3 separate regions of the Mus musculus genome follow, and regions 2 and 3 are each linked to region 1. Evidence: chromatin contacts called from public HiCAR-type and HiChIP or PLAC-seq data. All regions are on one chromosome and are shown on one strand. The core of a region is the stretch at or near the end of the contact, and the rest is flanking DNA. Distances in the headings are between cores, read along the strand shown. Region 1 holds the start of Foxk2 (forkhead box K2). Region 2 holds the start of Rfng (RFNG O-fucosylpeptide 3-beta-N-acetylglucosaminyltransferase). Region 3 holds the start of Metrnl (meteorin, glial cell differentiation regulator-like).

What was found. HiCAR-type assays count read pairs that join an accessible place to other places. HiChIP or PLAC-seq counts read pairs in DNA pulled down with a chosen protein or histone mark.
Region 2: an HNF4G HiChIP or PLAC-seq map of pancreatic cancer cells shows a contact between it and region 1. The contact joins the promoter of Rfng here to the promoter of Foxk2 in region 1. A contact is called at or near these places in 1 of 39 promoter capture datasets (erythroid cells) and 2 of 115 datasets of contacts at active chromatin or transcription factors (pancreatic cancer cells and pro-B cells).
Region 3: a contact with region 1 is called in a HiCAR-type map of astrocytes, with 2.2 times the contacts expected there. The contact joins the promoter of Metrnl here to the promoter of Foxk2 in region 1. A contact is called at or near these places in 2 of 484 Hi-C or Micro-C datasets (the N1E-115 cell line and embryonic stem cells) and 2 of 115 datasets of contacts at active chromatin or transcription factors (astrocytes and embryonic hindbrain).

What each region holds. Positions count from the first base shown.
Region 1 is chr11:121,256,879-121,261,988 of GRCm38.p6, forward strand. Foxk2 (forkhead box K2) reads left to right here and starts at 3,109. Exons shown (of 9, transcript NM_001080932.3): 1 at 3,109-3,644. The coding sequence starts at 3,253.
Region 2 is chr11:120,781,971-120,787,080 of GRCm38.p6, forward strand. It overlaps Rfng (RFNG O-fucosylpeptide 3-beta-N-acetylglucosaminyltransferase), which reads right to left and starts at 2,234. Exons shown (of 8, transcript NM_009053.2): 1 at 1,923-2,234; 2 at 1,765-1,813; 3 at 1,298-1,400; 4 at 1,037-1,190; 5 at 659-747; 6 at 413-578; 7 at 9-94. The coding sequence starts at 2,192. It overlaps Gps1 (G protein pathway suppressor 1), which reads left to right and starts at 2,530. Exons shown (of 14, transcript NM_145370.3): 1 at 2,530-2,755; 2 at 3,151-3,243; 3 at 3,730-3,911; 4 at 4,332-4,496; 5 at 4,582-4,717; 6 at 4,802-4,879; 7 at 5,039-5,099. The coding sequence starts at 2,606.
Region 3 is chr11:121,699,646-121,704,755 of GRCm38.p6, forward strand. Metrnl (meteorin, glial cell differentiation regulator-like) reads left to right here and starts at 2,782. Exons shown (of 4, transcript NM_144797.3): 1 at 2,782-3,150. The coding sequence starts at 2,981.

The sequences.
Region 1 (5,110 bases), core at 1,859-4,358:
CCCTTTCCCTTCAACTCCCTTTCTGTTTTGTTTTGAGATTATGGTCACATTTAGCCAAAGCTTGCTTTGAACTGATTCTCCTGCCTCCATCATCTCCCAAGTGCTGGGGTTAGAGGCATGAGCCACCATGTCTAGTGATGTTACCTTTTAAATCCTGACAGTAACTTTGGGGGTGGGGTGGATATAGAGCTTGCTCAGCAGTTAAGTATGCTTGCTGCTCTTCTAGAGGACCTAAGCTTTGTTCTCAGGACCCACATCAGGTGACTTAAGCACCTTTAACTGCGGCTTTAGGGGCTATGATACATTCTTCTGGACTCTGGAGTACCCATATGCATGTGGCACACAAATAAAAAGATCTTAAATCTTAATATCAGCACTGCAGGCAGAGGCAGACAGATCTCTGAGTTCAAGACCAGCTTGTTCTACAGAGGGAGTTCTAGGATAGCCAGGGCTATACAAAGAAACCTATCCCCCCTCCCTCACAAAAGGCAAAACCTAGAGTATTCTTAAAAATTCAAGATGGAACATACATTATTCGTCTGTGAAATTCACAAGAAGTCAGATATATTTTCCTTGCCTATCACGCACAAAGTCCTGGATCTACCCTGAGCACCACACGAGCAGGCATGGTAAGTGCCTTGTATCCCACCATCTGCTGTTAGGATCTGGCACTCAAGGTCTTCCTCAGAACTCTCAGGGTTTGAGGGGAGCCTTGAAAGCAAGGAAAGGAGACAAACCATCTCTCATAGTGCCTCACCACTTTCTAGTCTCAGCTGCTTCATGTCATCGCCAGCTCTTTATAATGTCAGTCATATTAATACTTTTAGCCCTTCTAATTGGTATCATGATTTTTGTTTACATTTATTTTGGAGAAAGGCTTGCCAACTATTGAAATGATCATAAACACCCTTCTGCTATTTTGTAGCTGTGTGTTTATATAAATCAGTGTTCTTATTGATAATCATAAAATCAAAATTTGCTGGAAGCCAGGCGTGGTGGCAGCACGCCTTTAATCCCAGAACTCGGGAGGCAGAGGCAGGCGGATTTCTGAGTTCAAGACCAGCCTGGTCTACAAAGTGAGTGCCAGGACAGCCAGGGCTACACAGAGAAACCCTGTCTCAAAAAAAAAAAAAATTGCTGGAGTACACATTAAATCAAAGTACTTGATGCATAGGAAGGTAACTCTTGAGTTCCAGGCCAGCCTGGTGGTCTACATGGTGAGTTCCAGGCCATTCAGGAATACATCGTGAGACCCTATCTCAAACAAACCAACTAATAAAACATATGGATCAACTCTGAAAAACATCAGAGATGCTCTATATCCTGCAGGATCAAATATTCTGCTGGGCGGGAATGGGGCATATGTGGGAGTATGGGCAAATGGGTCCCGAGGGCTCATTAGGCAGCTGGCCTTGCCAAAACCGAGAACTCCAGGTTCATTGAAAGACCCTGTCCTTGAAGAGGACATCCTGACATCAGTCCCTGGTGCTGCATGGCCCACAGTGGGATACATACACAGGAACAGATAAGCACATATATCCTATTAGAATACAGCGGCGTTCTCATCTGTAATAAATGCTTAAGTTTACATGTACATTGAAGAAGTGCTTTAAAATAAATATCTTTATAAGTGTTTGGTTTGGCCAGATATGGTGGCTCATTCCTCTACTCCCATCCCTTGGGAGGCAGAGGTGGGTGGCTCTCTATGAGTTCGAGGTGATCTTGGCCTATATAGTAAGCTCCAGGCCAGCCAGGGTTATATATGACTGATCGTCTTTCCCTCCCCACAGAAAACACCAAAACCAGCCACAAAAGCCAAACAAAGCAACATAAGTGTTGGATTTGTATGCTTACTTTACATACCTGGATAGCTAGGTGTAAAAAGTTAGATCTAGCCATGTTATAGATAGATGCTAGAGTCACATGGCAGAGCCTCAAACCTGCCCTAGGCAGTGCGCAGGACAACACAACGGTGTCAACAGTAATGGGAGGGCATTTCTTGTTCTTGACACCCTTTGTCCTTGAACTGTGTTTGTCTAGATACTCACCTAGTTATCATTTCCATAGTTTTCTGTACATCACCTACAATGCCTCAAATTAATATTTAATGAAATGGCTCTTTGCCATATTTATAGTACAAAGCATTTTGAACCCTTAGGAATTTATCCCGTAATTACAGACACATATGTCAAATAAGATATGTAAATGTTATAAAGACTGTTTCCCATTAAATGTATTGCAAGTTTAGACATAGAATGAATTAGAACGCAAAATGTTCCCATGCCTCTAGTCTGGGGCCTCTGTTTAGAAGCTCTTGGCTAGAATGTCCACTTTATCCTATGCAGCTTAAGTCCAGACTCTCAACCTTTCCACTCTCCCTGACCTGAATGAACTCCTTTTGTGCATCAGTGAGAGAACACTGCGTCCCATCGCCTGCACCCAGGGGCCACCATATTGGTGTGACGTTCTTTATGACCACGTGCCTCTCTTACCAGAGCTAAAGCAGGTGCATCCACTGCCCTTCGTTCCTGGGGAAGAAACTAGGGGTCTCAGCTTCACCTCTATGTTGGCACCGGCTTCTGGAGCCCCTCACAGCCTGCTCGATCTGCATAGCTCTGCTCCTCCCACGGGCCCGCGTTGTGGTTTCTTTTTTAATGGGAGAGATGGGATCTCTCTATCACACATACACAGATTGGAATAAAGCTCAGATTTGCAGTCCTTGGTATGAATTACTGAGTGCAGAACTCTATGCATACTGGGGTAATTTCTGTCACATCCCTGTGACATACGGGTCGATGCGGCAGGTTCCCGAGCAGCGCGCCTGACTCTACGCAACCTAGGGCGGAGTGTGAGAGGGGCCAGCGGCTCCCGGGGCGCACTCGCGCCCGTCGTGACCTTGGACCCCCGCTCAGTCCGCGAACGCGCGCGGCCCCACGCCAACTCCTCACTCCGCCCCGGGTTTTCCGCGCCGCCGCGGCCAACCTGCGTCGCGCGACGACGCCGGACGTGCGGGCGCTCGGCGGCGCGGCTCCCCATTGGCCGGCCTCGGTAGCCCCACTGCGTGCGCCGCGCCCATTGGTCGGCGTGCCCGTCCGTCGTAGGGCCGGCGCGCGGCCGTGCGAGCTCCCGCCCTCGCAGCTCTCCTCGCCGGCCGGCGGTCTCCGCGACCGTGCTCGGCTCGCGCGGCCCACGACCGCGCCCGGGCCTCGGCCCGCTAGGGCGCCCGCGCGGATCGGCCAGGCCTCGCAGGCGATGGCGGCCGCGGCGGCGCTCTCGGGCGCGGGCGCCCCTCCCGCGGGCGGCGGGGCCGGGGGCGGCGGATCCCCGCCGGGCGGCTGGGCCGTGGCGCGGCTCGAAGGCCGCGAGTTCGAGTACCTCATGAAGAAGCGGTCGGTGACCATCGGCCGCAACTCATCGCAGGGCTCGGTAGATGTGAGCATGGGCCACTCGAGCTTCATCTCGCGGCGCCACCTGGAGATCTTCACGCCCCCGGGCGGCGGCCATAGCGCGGCCGCCCCGGAACCCGCGCAGCCCCGGCCGGACGCGGGCGGCGACTTCTACCTGCGCTGTCTCGGCAAGAACGGCGTGTTCGTGGACGGGGTGTTCCAGCGGCGGGGGGCGCCGCCGCTGCAGCTGCCGCGCGTGTGAGTGGCGGGAGGGGGGCAGTGTCCTGGACCTGACCCACGGTGGCTACCCAAGAGCAGGGAGGGACCCTGACCCACAGCAGCCACCCCCGGGGAGGGGCGGGACCCGCACTCAGACCCACTGCCCATCATCAGGCAGGACGCAGAAGACCCACGTCAGCTACCCATGAGCAGGGTCAGACCCTGGACAAGACCTGGTCCCCATCAGGGAGGGATCCTGATCCGCTATCCGGGAGCAAGGAAGGCTAGACTCACCACCAGGACCCATTCACTGCCCATAACCAAGACCTGACTGATTCTGACCTACCCTAGTTTAATGCCCACGACCATCACTGGGATCACAGCCCCCCAGCGCTCCACCCGGAGTATTTAACATGCTGGCCCACTCCTGTCTGCCCTCCTACTGCCAGGTCCCCTGCACTGGTATTCTAACCCACGGCCCTTTGTCCAGTCTGACATGGGACTCTCAGAACACAGACCATCATTTCTGCCATCAACCCTCAGCCCTCCCTGCCATCATCACCAGCGTTGGTGGGTGGAAGTTTTATGGGTGCTCTGTGCCTAACCATCAGGGAGGAGGCACCCAAGGGAGATGCTAAGATGTGTGTGGTGGAGAACTATCTAAAATGAAGGGTAGATACCTGGTACCTTTTTTTTTTTTTTTTTTTTTTTTTTAAATTCACGTTTCAGTAGCAAGATATTTTGGAGGTAGCGTCTTAAGCCTAACAATTCTCTTTCCCCAGTGTTTTTGTAGCCTAAAAACTGAAAACTCCCAAACATGAAGGATTAGAAGCCTGTCTGTCCAGAACCTTAGAAATCTGGGAAAACTGGATACTAATTTCAACCAAGTAATCTTTAAAAAGCATTTTTAGCCAGGTGGAGTGTATTCAACCTGTAATCCCAGCACCCTAGAGGCTGAGACAGTAGAAATTTGAGTTCCAGGGTAGGTTAGACTGTGGAGTAAACTCTAGAATAGTTTGGGTTGCATGCTGAGACGTCGTCTCATAAAACAACAACAACAACAACAAAAAAACAGAACAAAGGGTGTTTGGTTTTTAAGGAATTATTACAAGATTGTGTAGAATAATTACAAAATTATTACAAGGAAGCCTCATAGGGAACTGTCAATCACAGCACAAAACAATTTCAATTTGGTTCTGTGGTTGGATAAACTTACTGTTTATTGTGCTTGAAAAACAACTTTGCTTTCCAGGAAATGCTAAGTATTCCTCAGGGTCCCTCTCTAGATCAGTGCTAGTAGAGCTTTTGCCACAGACTGAAGGTTTTTTAATTGCTTTCAGTTTTTGGAGATAATAGCAAGAGCTGTGTTAACTTAGGTTTGATGTGTCTGTACTCCATATTTCTTAGCTTTGGGAGGGTGTCCCAGCATGCACCACTGTGCTTGGCTACAAAGTTCATTTATTTGTTTGTTTGTTTATTTATTTAAAAATATTAACAGTCTCTGG
Region 2 (5,110 bases), core at 984-3,483, 480 kb before region 1:
CCACTCACCGTGTAGGGTCCTGCTGTATGTTGAAACTGCCAGCTACATTCACCACATTATGTGGGTTCTCAGGACCCCCATAGCTCAAGGTAACCTGGGAGGAGAATCAGGGAGGGAGAGGGTTGGCTCTTCCTCCTGGGCCCTCCACCTGCTAGAGGAAATTCCACTCACCCCTCAGGCTTAGGGAGGCAGGACAGTGGCCCTTCATAAGAAACCCCACGAGGCTTGCCATGGACAGACAGGGTCCTGAAGGTTCTCCATCCAGCAGGCAAAGTCTCTGCCCAGGGCCCACCCCCAAGCAACAAGGAAATTCTGAGGATAGCACTCTCCTGAGCCCTGAACAACTGGAGACCCCTTGGGAGCTAGGCTGCATCCTTGTAGGAGTGGAGTACCAGGTTGGAGCATCTTCTACCTGCTGCAAAATAGCACCAGACGGCAGCCTCTGCAGGTTTTCCAGGTGCGAGTGGAACAGGGGGCTATGGAGCAGACGGGCGCCCAGAAGTCCTTCCACGATGTATCCCACAGTGCAGTCATCAGGCAGCCGAACCCGCTCTGCTGTGCTCATGAAACTGCCAAGGCTGGAGAGGAGGCTAGTCAGCACCTCTACAGCCCTTCCCACCCCCAAACCAGGCAGCTGGCTTCCCAGCCTCCCACTTACCTGGCCCACGGGCTCATTTTGAGGGCAAGGCCCCTGCTCAGGCAGAACCCAGCCCCACCAGTAGCAAACCAGAATTTCACTGTGTTTGACTGGAAAAAGGAAAAGCTGTCAGGGCTGACCAGGATAGGGCTCCTCACCCTCAGCCCTCCAACTGAATCTTGTTACCCTCATCCTAGGCCACCATCTAGGAGTTTTCAGAAGGCACAAGGGGTTTCCTGACATGTCACCTGTGGCCTCTAAGGCCTTCTCTATCACTGCGCCTGATTGGCCCGTTCCATGGAAGCCAGGGTAGTTGGCCCATGCCTGCCTTAGGGTTTTCTCACTCTTCAGTGCTCCTTGGGTCAGCCCCAGGGAGGAGCATGTTAGCCCAGCACTCACGGTGCCACCGCCTTGGACCCTCTCTGTGGCTTCGATGGGGTGGTCCAGGCTAGGTCGCCCCAGGTAGATGTCCTGGTTGGAAGAGAAGGTGGAAAGCAGGTGCAGCAGGCTTTTGGGGTTCACGTAGTTGTCATCATCCACGTGGCAGAACCATCTGAAGGTGGAGGGAGAGGTCTATGCACTGAGGCCCCCCCCCCCCCAGTTTGGGTGGGAGCCTCCACATCGTTCAGTCCTGGTTCTCTGACAGGTGAGGTTACTTACTTTCGTCCAGATTCTAGGAACTTATCATATTCCACCGACATTTTGCAGCACAGTGCTTGGCGGGTGCGCACAGCAGAGCAATTGGTGTTGATCATGCGGCCGCCTGCACGGGACATACGGGAATATACGTGAGTGGTGAGTGTTGACTTCTAGCTTGCCTCCTCAGGTTTAGGCCTGTCCAGCCACTGAGCACAGCCCTCATTCTGAAGCAGATGACAGTTGCTTAGAACAGCACAGGTGGGACAGGACAAGACTTGGCAGGCTGAGCCTTCCTCGGGGAATCTGGGTGACATTAGCCATGCGTGGCACCCTGTCGGGAACTGGGGGCAGGGTGGGGATCTGGGTTAGGGTTAGGGTGGATGGGTGTCCTGGCTCTGCCCTCCACTAGCTGTGTGACAGTAGGCAAGTGCCCGACGCAGGAATGAATGGCCCTGGTAGCTACAACTCAGGCCAGGGGAGCATCTCACCTGCCAGCATCTGGAGCTCAGGGTCGTCTCCATCGGTGAAAATGAACGTCTGTGGGAGAAAACGCCGTGAGTGGGTCGGGGAGTCGGTGCAGAGCCCGGGGACCAGGGGCGCCAGCCTGGAATCCAGGACCCTGCGCGGCGGGGGACGGGACGCGCACCTGCCGTGGGGCTCGTGAGATCCAGGTACGCAGCAGCAGCCGCAGGCGCGGGCCGTGGTTCTTCCGAGTGGTCTTGACTGCAATGAAGACGTCGTCGGGTTGCAGGCGGTCTCCCTCGAGGGTCAGGCTCCGGGTCGGGACCCGATCGGGGTCCGGTGCGGGCGCGCGAGGCAGCGGCAGCGGTAGCGGCAGCGGCAGTAGCAGCAACACAGCCAGGACCGCGGCCAGCGCGAGGCAGGCCCGGCACAACACCCGCCGCGCACGGCTCATGCGATCGCCCCGGCCCGGGCGCTGGGCGCCCGCCTGCGACCGCGGCGGCCCCTTTAAGAGTGACAGCACCCCGCCCCAAGCCCTGACCCGGAACTGACGGACGCGCCGCCCCGGAAGCGAACGTCGCCGCGGCGCCGGGGGTGGAAGATGCCGCTGCCGGTTCAGGTGTTTAACTTGCAGGTAGGGCTTGGTGGCTGCGCTCGCCGCGTGGCCGTTCGGTCCGGAGCGGGCCTGGTGGGCGGGGCCGGCGGCAGGCAGGGCGGGGCGGGGCGGGGCCGGCGGCTCTGGCCTGGGCGCGCGAGCGTCGCCTGCCTCGCGGGCCGCCCTGGGCCCCGGCCCCCGCCCCGCCCCCGCCTCGCGCGCCAACGCTTTCCGTGCGGTGCCGGCCTCGCAGAGAGGCGCGTCAGGCCAACATGCGGGGCAGCCCGGCGCCCAGCTCGGCCTCGTCGTCGGCCTCCGACCTGAGCCGCAGCCCTGCGCACAGCAGGTCCGACTTGCGGCCCGGCACGGCGGGCGACTACAGCCTGAGCGCCAGCCTGTCGGCCTGCACGTTGCTTTCCGAGGTACGGCTGCGCGCCCGCCCGGGAGCGGCTCTCCCGACGGCGCTTGAGGCCCTGGGCCCTGGAGTCCGGGATGCGCCGACCCCTTCCGCGGCGTGGCCAGTCTGCTCTGGCTCTTTGGATTGATGAAAATAGGGTGACAATCTGTTTGGATCTCTGTGGCCTGGAGGGAGATGGGTCGGGATGGCGGCCCGGAACGCTTGATGGTTCCCGCAGTCAGTCTCAAGAGTTGTGCGCAGGACCTGGGTGGGAGAGCTGAGGGCGCTTGGCTGCCAGCACCTGTGGGGGCCCAGTGCAGTTCTGCCTTGGAAAATCGAGGGCAGAAGCGACCGTGGGGGACAGGAACATCCTCTGCTGTCCCTGGTGCCCTGTGTCAAGCTGCTCTTCGTGTATTGCAGGGGGCCGTGGAACCCATGCAGATTGATGTCGATCCGCAGGAAGATCCGCAGAACGCACCTGATGTCAACTATGTGGTGGAGAATCCCACCCTGGTATGAATCCCACGTGGCGGGGGACTCCTGGTGACTTGGACATGTTGAGGGGTCCAACTCAGACTCCCGCTATGGTGTATATCCTAGGACAGCTGATGCTTTTTAGCAACTACTTTAGACACATCCCTCTAAGCCAGGAAACTGGGTTTTCATTTGCCCACCTGTGTTGGGTTCTCAGGTAGTGCTAAGACCCTGCACCTGCTTCTCCATAGGGCACAGCCCCATTGGGTCAGTGTGAAGCAAAGCTGTATTTGCCGCTGACACTTACCCTTTTCTTACCCCAGCATCCATCACTTGTTGAGTTTCCATTTCCCGGGGCAGAGCTTGAACCTGATGATCCTTAATCCACCCCTGTTGTCTCTTCCCAGCCTCTGGGACAGCAGTCAAGACTGTGGCCCCAAGTCTCCCTCGGGAAGGTTTAGTATCCTGGCTCAGGTTGTCAGGTCCTTGCTTACCCAGCTGACCCGCTTATCTCCTCCCCACAAGGATCTGGAGCAGTATGCAGCCAGCTACAGTGGCCTGATGCGAATTGAGCGACTACAGTTTATTGCTGACCGTTGCCCTCCACTGAGGGTAGAGGCCTTGAAAATGGCTCTATCCTTCGTGCAGAGGACCTTCAATGTGGACATGTATGAAGAGATACACCGGAAGCTCTCCGAGGCTACCAGGTTAAGCCTTAGGGAGCAGGGGAGGGTGAGCAGATCTGGGCTGGCCATGGCTTTTCCCTGCCAGCCTTTCACCCGTGATGTGCCTCCAGTAGGTGAGAGATAGAACATGCTTCCTCCTTGGGGTGGAGAGCTGGTAGCCGGCCATTTTCTCTCCGTTGGCTTCCTTGCCTCTGTGCAGACAGTTGAGCTTCCTAATCCTTGAGAATCTGGTATCGCTGTTCTTCTTTACCAAAAACAAAAAAAGGCCTGGCTGCACTGGGTCAAAACCTCCTACTCTCTTTTGACCTTCCCTGTCTAGCTGTGGTCTCTTAGATCAGCAATTCTCTGTGACCCTGGTACAGACTGGGCCCTTGCAGTGGGGCAGGGAGAGGCAAAGATCTCCTGAGAATCAGCCTGTCTGATGGCTAGCTCACCCTTCAGGGAGCTGCAGAATGCACCTGATGCCATCCCTGAGAGTGGAGTGGAGCCCCCGCCCCTGGACACAGCCTGGGTGGAGGCCACTCGGAAGAAGGCTCTGTTGAAACTGGAGAAGCTGGACACGGACTTGAAGAACTATAAGGGCAATTCTATCAAAGAGAGCATCAGGTGCTGGGCTTCTCTGGGCAGGGGAGGTGGGCAACCGGGCCCTAATGGCCCCTCGACCAGCATTCACTCACTGCCAGGCCTACAGGCGCGGCCACGATGACCTGGGTGATCACTACCTGGACTGTGGGGACCTCAGCAATGCCCTCAAATGTTACTCACGAGCCCGAGACTACTGCACCAGTGCTAAGCATGTCATCAACATGTGCCTCAACGTCATCAAGGTGGCCTGGGTGACAGCTGGGTAGGCATGGAGGGCCCAGAAGGGACAACCCAATCTTATCTGGCCTTACCTACTTACCTGCCAGGTCAGTGTCTACTTGCAAAATTGGTCTCATGTGTTAAGCTATGTCAGCAAGGCCGAGTCTACTCCAGAGATTGCTGAGGTAAGGTCCACCTCACAGATACCCCAGCTAGCCCCTTTACTCCTTCCTTGCCTCCAGCTCCCTTTGAGTTTGGGCTCAGGGTAAGGTGGGGACAGGGAACAGAGCTTCTTGAATAAGGAGCGCAGGGTGGGGGCTCACATCTGCTGTCTTCTCCTACAGCAGCGGGGAGAGCGGGACAGCCAGACGCAAGCCATCCTCACCAAGCTCAAGTGTGCTGCAGGTAAGGCTTCC
Region 3 (5,110 bases), core at 1,532-4,031, 440 kb after region 1:
ATATTTGTATCAAACTCTGTACCAGTGATGCAAGGACCACGGAGGGGCCAATCCTCCCCACTGTAGGTCAGGAGGGAGATGCTGGAGCCCTTCTTGGGTTTAGCCTATAAAATGTTACCTGAGAAGTGGCCCCTTCCCACTTATCATGGAACAACACATATCAGACTCTTTCCTTACAGAACTTCCCAAAGGGCCTCTGGGAAACCTCTGAGAGACTGTCCAGGCCCCCATGAGTCCATGGTTAACCTACTAGGATCTAAGAGTACTGGACAGTGGTTCGTAGGCAACCTAACAGCCTTGGCCTACATCATTCTCCTGCCCCCAGGAGTCCTGCCTGTTGGGGGATATCTTTTCTGCAGATGTTGCAGGACAGGGGTCAGCACAGGTATCAGGAGTCTATGAGGATCTCTACAGCACAAAACTTCACAAGCCAGCAGAATGTAGTTAACCCAGCGACAGCTCTGAAAACCAGGTCTGCTGCCCTGTCCCCAACCTACGCTAGGTAATGGATCAGGGGGATGAGAACAAGGAGATAACTGCTTCAGTGATCCTACAGGAGGATCTGGGTCCTGGAAGGCAGAGACAACCTCCTCGATGTCATATGGGATTCTTGCAAGAACCCTGACAGACAAATATTCACCCTTACCTTGTTGTAAATTTTTTTATTGGATTTTTAAAGGTTTACAAAAACTGAAAAGAAAATAGAGACATCTCCGATATCTACTCCTTCCTCCCACTGTCATTAGCATCTTGTCTTAATATATGTGCAGTAATAATGAGCTAGTATTTGTATGTCATAAACTAAAGGGCAAAGTATAGATTCCAGTTCAATCTTGTGTTCCATTGTTTTTTTGACAAATGCACATGAGCCTCTACCATTCCCTGGGACAGAACCAGCTTTAGTCAACCTGAGCCCTCTGTTAGTGACTGTAGGTCATTAGCTCTTAACATCTGCACCGGATAGCACTCCTACTTGCTTTCATGCTACGATCTGAACTGTGATGAGCCATATAGGCCTTCCAAGATGGATGAGACATGATTGGCTACATGCAAATTGTGTATTCATCTCTACAGAGTCCCTAGTAAAAGGGATTACTATATAGAAAGTAGCCAGAGTTTACAGTGTGCAATTGGCAGGTTCCTTTCCTCACCTGCTTGGGGTTATCACCTGGCTCATATAATGTCTGTGCACTGGAACCCTGCAGTGATAGGGACAAGGTGTATACTCTAAGGGCCTTGGCGTTGGTGGAGTAGACCTTCAAGCTCTCAATGCACAGGTATGTCCCTGGAGCATCAAACAGGGCCTTGAATTTCAAGGTGACATCACTTTATATTCGAGGCAGGGTTCCAGTTCTGGGTTTTAGTTGAGTAGAAAGACCTGCTCAGCTGTACGACTGTTTTACACTGATTCTTAAACTTCAGATGTCTTTTCCAGATCCCCAGACCTTCTCCTTTCCTCAGCTGTTTAGTGGCCTCAAAGCCACAGGTGGTGCTGGCTCTTCCTCTTGAAGACATAAATTTGTCCCTCTTACTCTCAGTATGGTTGCCACCTAATAAATAAACTGCATTTCTAGGCCTTTCCTCATGCATAGAGGGTACTCTGGAATCCCTTGTTTCCTCCTGACCTATCCAGGCCAGTTTCGTCCATCATTTGATACTGTTTGGGGCTTTGAAGTGAAGAAAGATTGCCTCATCACCTTCTCCCTGTTTTGTTTGTTTGTTTGTTTGTTTTTTAAATCAAGCTCCAGGCCAGAGAATGTGTCCCTCCACCTCCCTATTTCTGCCCTGCTCCTGTGTAGCTCCCCCACTAGATGTTAGGATCACCATGATCTCCATGCGACGCCCCTTCATGGCCAGACTGGGCTCTCAGATGGTTATTTTTTTGTTTCTGTTGGAAGGATATTTGGAGACAATTGGATCTGTCAAACTCGGGATGGGAGATACTATTGAAGTATAGAATGGGTCCCAAGATGAAATGACGATAAAGCTCCACACTGCCCAAGGTAGGTTTCACTGTAAAGAAGCATCCAGCCTAAAACCTCAGCTTCAAGATGACAAAGTGAATATTAAACAAGAGACCACAGGACACTTGAAAGTGTGGCCTGGGGACTGATTGCACACCTGAGGCCTTTCTATGGGATGGATGTTCCAGAGTCTCGAATAACCTCGTAGAAGCTGCCAGTGCTTACTAATGGCAGAGTCTCAGTCTCTCTCTGATATTCTCTCTCTCTCTCTCTCTCTCCTCCCTCCCAAGGCAAATTTTGAGCTGGGGAACAGAAAGAGAGGGTGCCAGGAACCCCAAGAAGCCACCGCTCTTGAGTTGTGAGCATCACAATAGTCCTTGTGCACTGGAGGCCACTCAGGCTGTCTAAAAGATGGTGTCTAGCTGCTGGAAGGAGCTCAGATTTCTTCACTTCGTGCATAATAGTGCAGTTCCCCCAGGCCCAAACTCTTCCATCCCCATCCCTACAGCTTCTTCGTCCCAGCCCCAGCCCTCCTCCCTGACCTTGTTCCCGTTCTTTGCAAAGTCGTTTGTCCCACTCCGAGCTGCACTTTCCCTTGTCCTGTGCGGCGAGATGCTGCCCACTGAGTATCTGCGGCGTGACACCAGGGCGTTCCAGGCTAGAGCTGGCAGGACACAGATCTGTGAGCTGGCGCACGGGGCGGAACTGCTGGCCCGGGCCGAAGGCCAGGCGGGGGCGGAGCTCGGCCGAGGGCGGGGTGGCTTCACGGTTCCGCCCCCCAGCTGAGCCAGACCACGGTCCGGGAACTTGCCAGCTCAGAGGTTCTAGGGGCAGCCGGCGCGCTTCTCTAGTTGCAGCTTGGGCGGCTCCTGTGGTGGGCGGCTAGGGGCGAGCCGGGATGGGCTATAGACGCGCGACGTGATCAGTTCGCACGCGGACCCACGCCTCCCATCGCTCTGCCTCAAGAGCCTATTCTGTGGGTGCAGGCACGCACCGGACGCAGACCCGGCCGGAGCATGCGGGGTGCGGTGTGGGCGGCCCGGAGGCGCGCGGGGCAGCAGTGGCCTCGGTCCCCGGGCCCTGGGCCGGGTCCGCCCCCGCCGCCACCGCTGCTGTTGCTGCTACTACTGCTGCTGGGCGGCGCGAGCGCTCAGTACTCCAGCGACCTGTGCAGCTGGAAGGGGAGGTGAGTCTTGCGGGTGATTCCAGCGTGGACTCCCTGGACCTGGACCGGAGCCCTCGGCAGCGAGTGGCAGAGCTTGCGGGGTAGGGACAGCTATGCTGGCCAAGTCCGGTGACCCCCGCCCTAGCTCTGGTTTCAGAACAAAAGAGTTGGTGGCATCTGGGTCCCAGCTCGGAAGACGCCCACTCTCCGCGCGCGTAATACTGCCCTAGTGGGTTTCCTGGGCTCCATAGGCTGCATGTTTGGTCCTCCCAACGGTTGGGATTTCTGATTCTTGGGAAAGGGTTGGGATTGTGCTCATCTAGAGGGACAGCTGTGGCGTGGAGAGCGTGGGGTCCAAACGAGACCCGTATCGGCTGCAGACCGTATCTTTGGGGCAAAGAGATGGGGTCGACACCTGTCTGCGGCCAAATGCAGTAGGGTAGAGCCCTGAGCCCGCTTGGTGAAGGTCAAGCCGCCCTTGGCAGCAGGGCACAGGGTTCCTGTGACACTTCTCTCTCGTCCCCATCAGCAGTGACAGCGGAGGACTTTTTGCTGTTGTTTTAACTGAAGTGTGACGTATGGAAAGAAGCACAAGTCACAAGTGTGCGCGGGCGGGGTGCCTGAGGAGTCGTAGCTACTTTGGACACTGAGAACGCGCCAGGCACAGCGGCCGGCCCCCTCTCTTTGCAGAGCCAGTTTTTTACAGCTGCAAGTTGCCAATTCAGCGGTTTGCATAGCGCGCTGCGCTGATGCGGGTCTCCTGAAAACGTGGGCTGGGACGGCGGTGGGGGTCTGATGTAGCTCATCCCAGGGGCAGGGCGCTTGCGCAGGCCTGGGGAGGTACACGATCTCGTCTGAAGCACAGACTCCAGTGAAGGGGGCTCATGGGGCAATGCGTGCGGTGGGTGATTTTGGTCAAGAGGGTTTTCTGAGAAAGGTGGATGTTGGGCAGTGCCCGGATCTGCGTAAGCAGGGCATCAATGATTATCTTGTACACTTACAGTGCCTGACTTTCTGAGAAAACCACAGAGACCAAAATCAACCCTCATCAAGACTCCTGCTGGAGTGCTTGGACTGAAAGATTGAGAGCAGCTTCTTGAGCTCTGCAGTACCGGTCTTTAAGGGAGTTGGAGCTTTCTCTCCCGCAGAAATCCCTTCTGCCTGGCAAGAGCAGGGAGTTAGAGGGCTTGGGGCAGACAAGAGCAGATTGGATCTGAGGGAGGACTGGCCTCGGGAATGCTGGCGCCATCATAGAGCTGGCCATGAGCCTGTGATGCTAAGCTCTTACCGGGCGGCCCTTTCCCCGTGGTAATTAATTCTCTGCTCACAACCAGCACTGCTGAGTTAGTGTACTCTAACCTCAGATCTTGGTGTGCCCTGTTCCGGCAGACCAAAACCAGAAACGGAACGCCTGCCTTTAAATGAGGTTTCCAGACACTTGCTTTTCTTCCAGGTTCTTAGAAGGCGATGTGCCTGGAAGACTACCTTTCCCTGAGCCCGGGGATCTATGGTGAGGGGTGGCTTTCCCCAAGGTAGTGAGGGATTGAGTACAGACAAACTAAAAGACACCTTATTTCTGTGGGTCCATTCTCATTTAAGTGGAACCAGATGACTACCTCGTGATGCATGTGACTGCTGGGGTGGCAGCCCCCAAATTCAAGTCTGGGCAGTGTGAGCTGGCTACCTGTCCCCTTGGATTCCCCCTCTCCCCTTGCTGTCCTTCTCCAGAGCCAGGCCAAGGCCTCCAAAAGTGTGTGAGCAGTGGGAACTGTCCAGTAGCTGGTCATCCTTATGCCTACCTGGCCCTTCTCCCCCAACTCATTCCTATTCTGGGATTCCCTTGAGGGCTTCTTTCCCAGGGCACAGCTCTGCAGAGGACAGCTGAAGGTGTCTGGTAGTTGTAGGTAGGTAGATAGGATTGGGAGAACACATAATATTCCCTTTTGTTATAGGCATGGTCCCCACTTATAAATGCACTTCA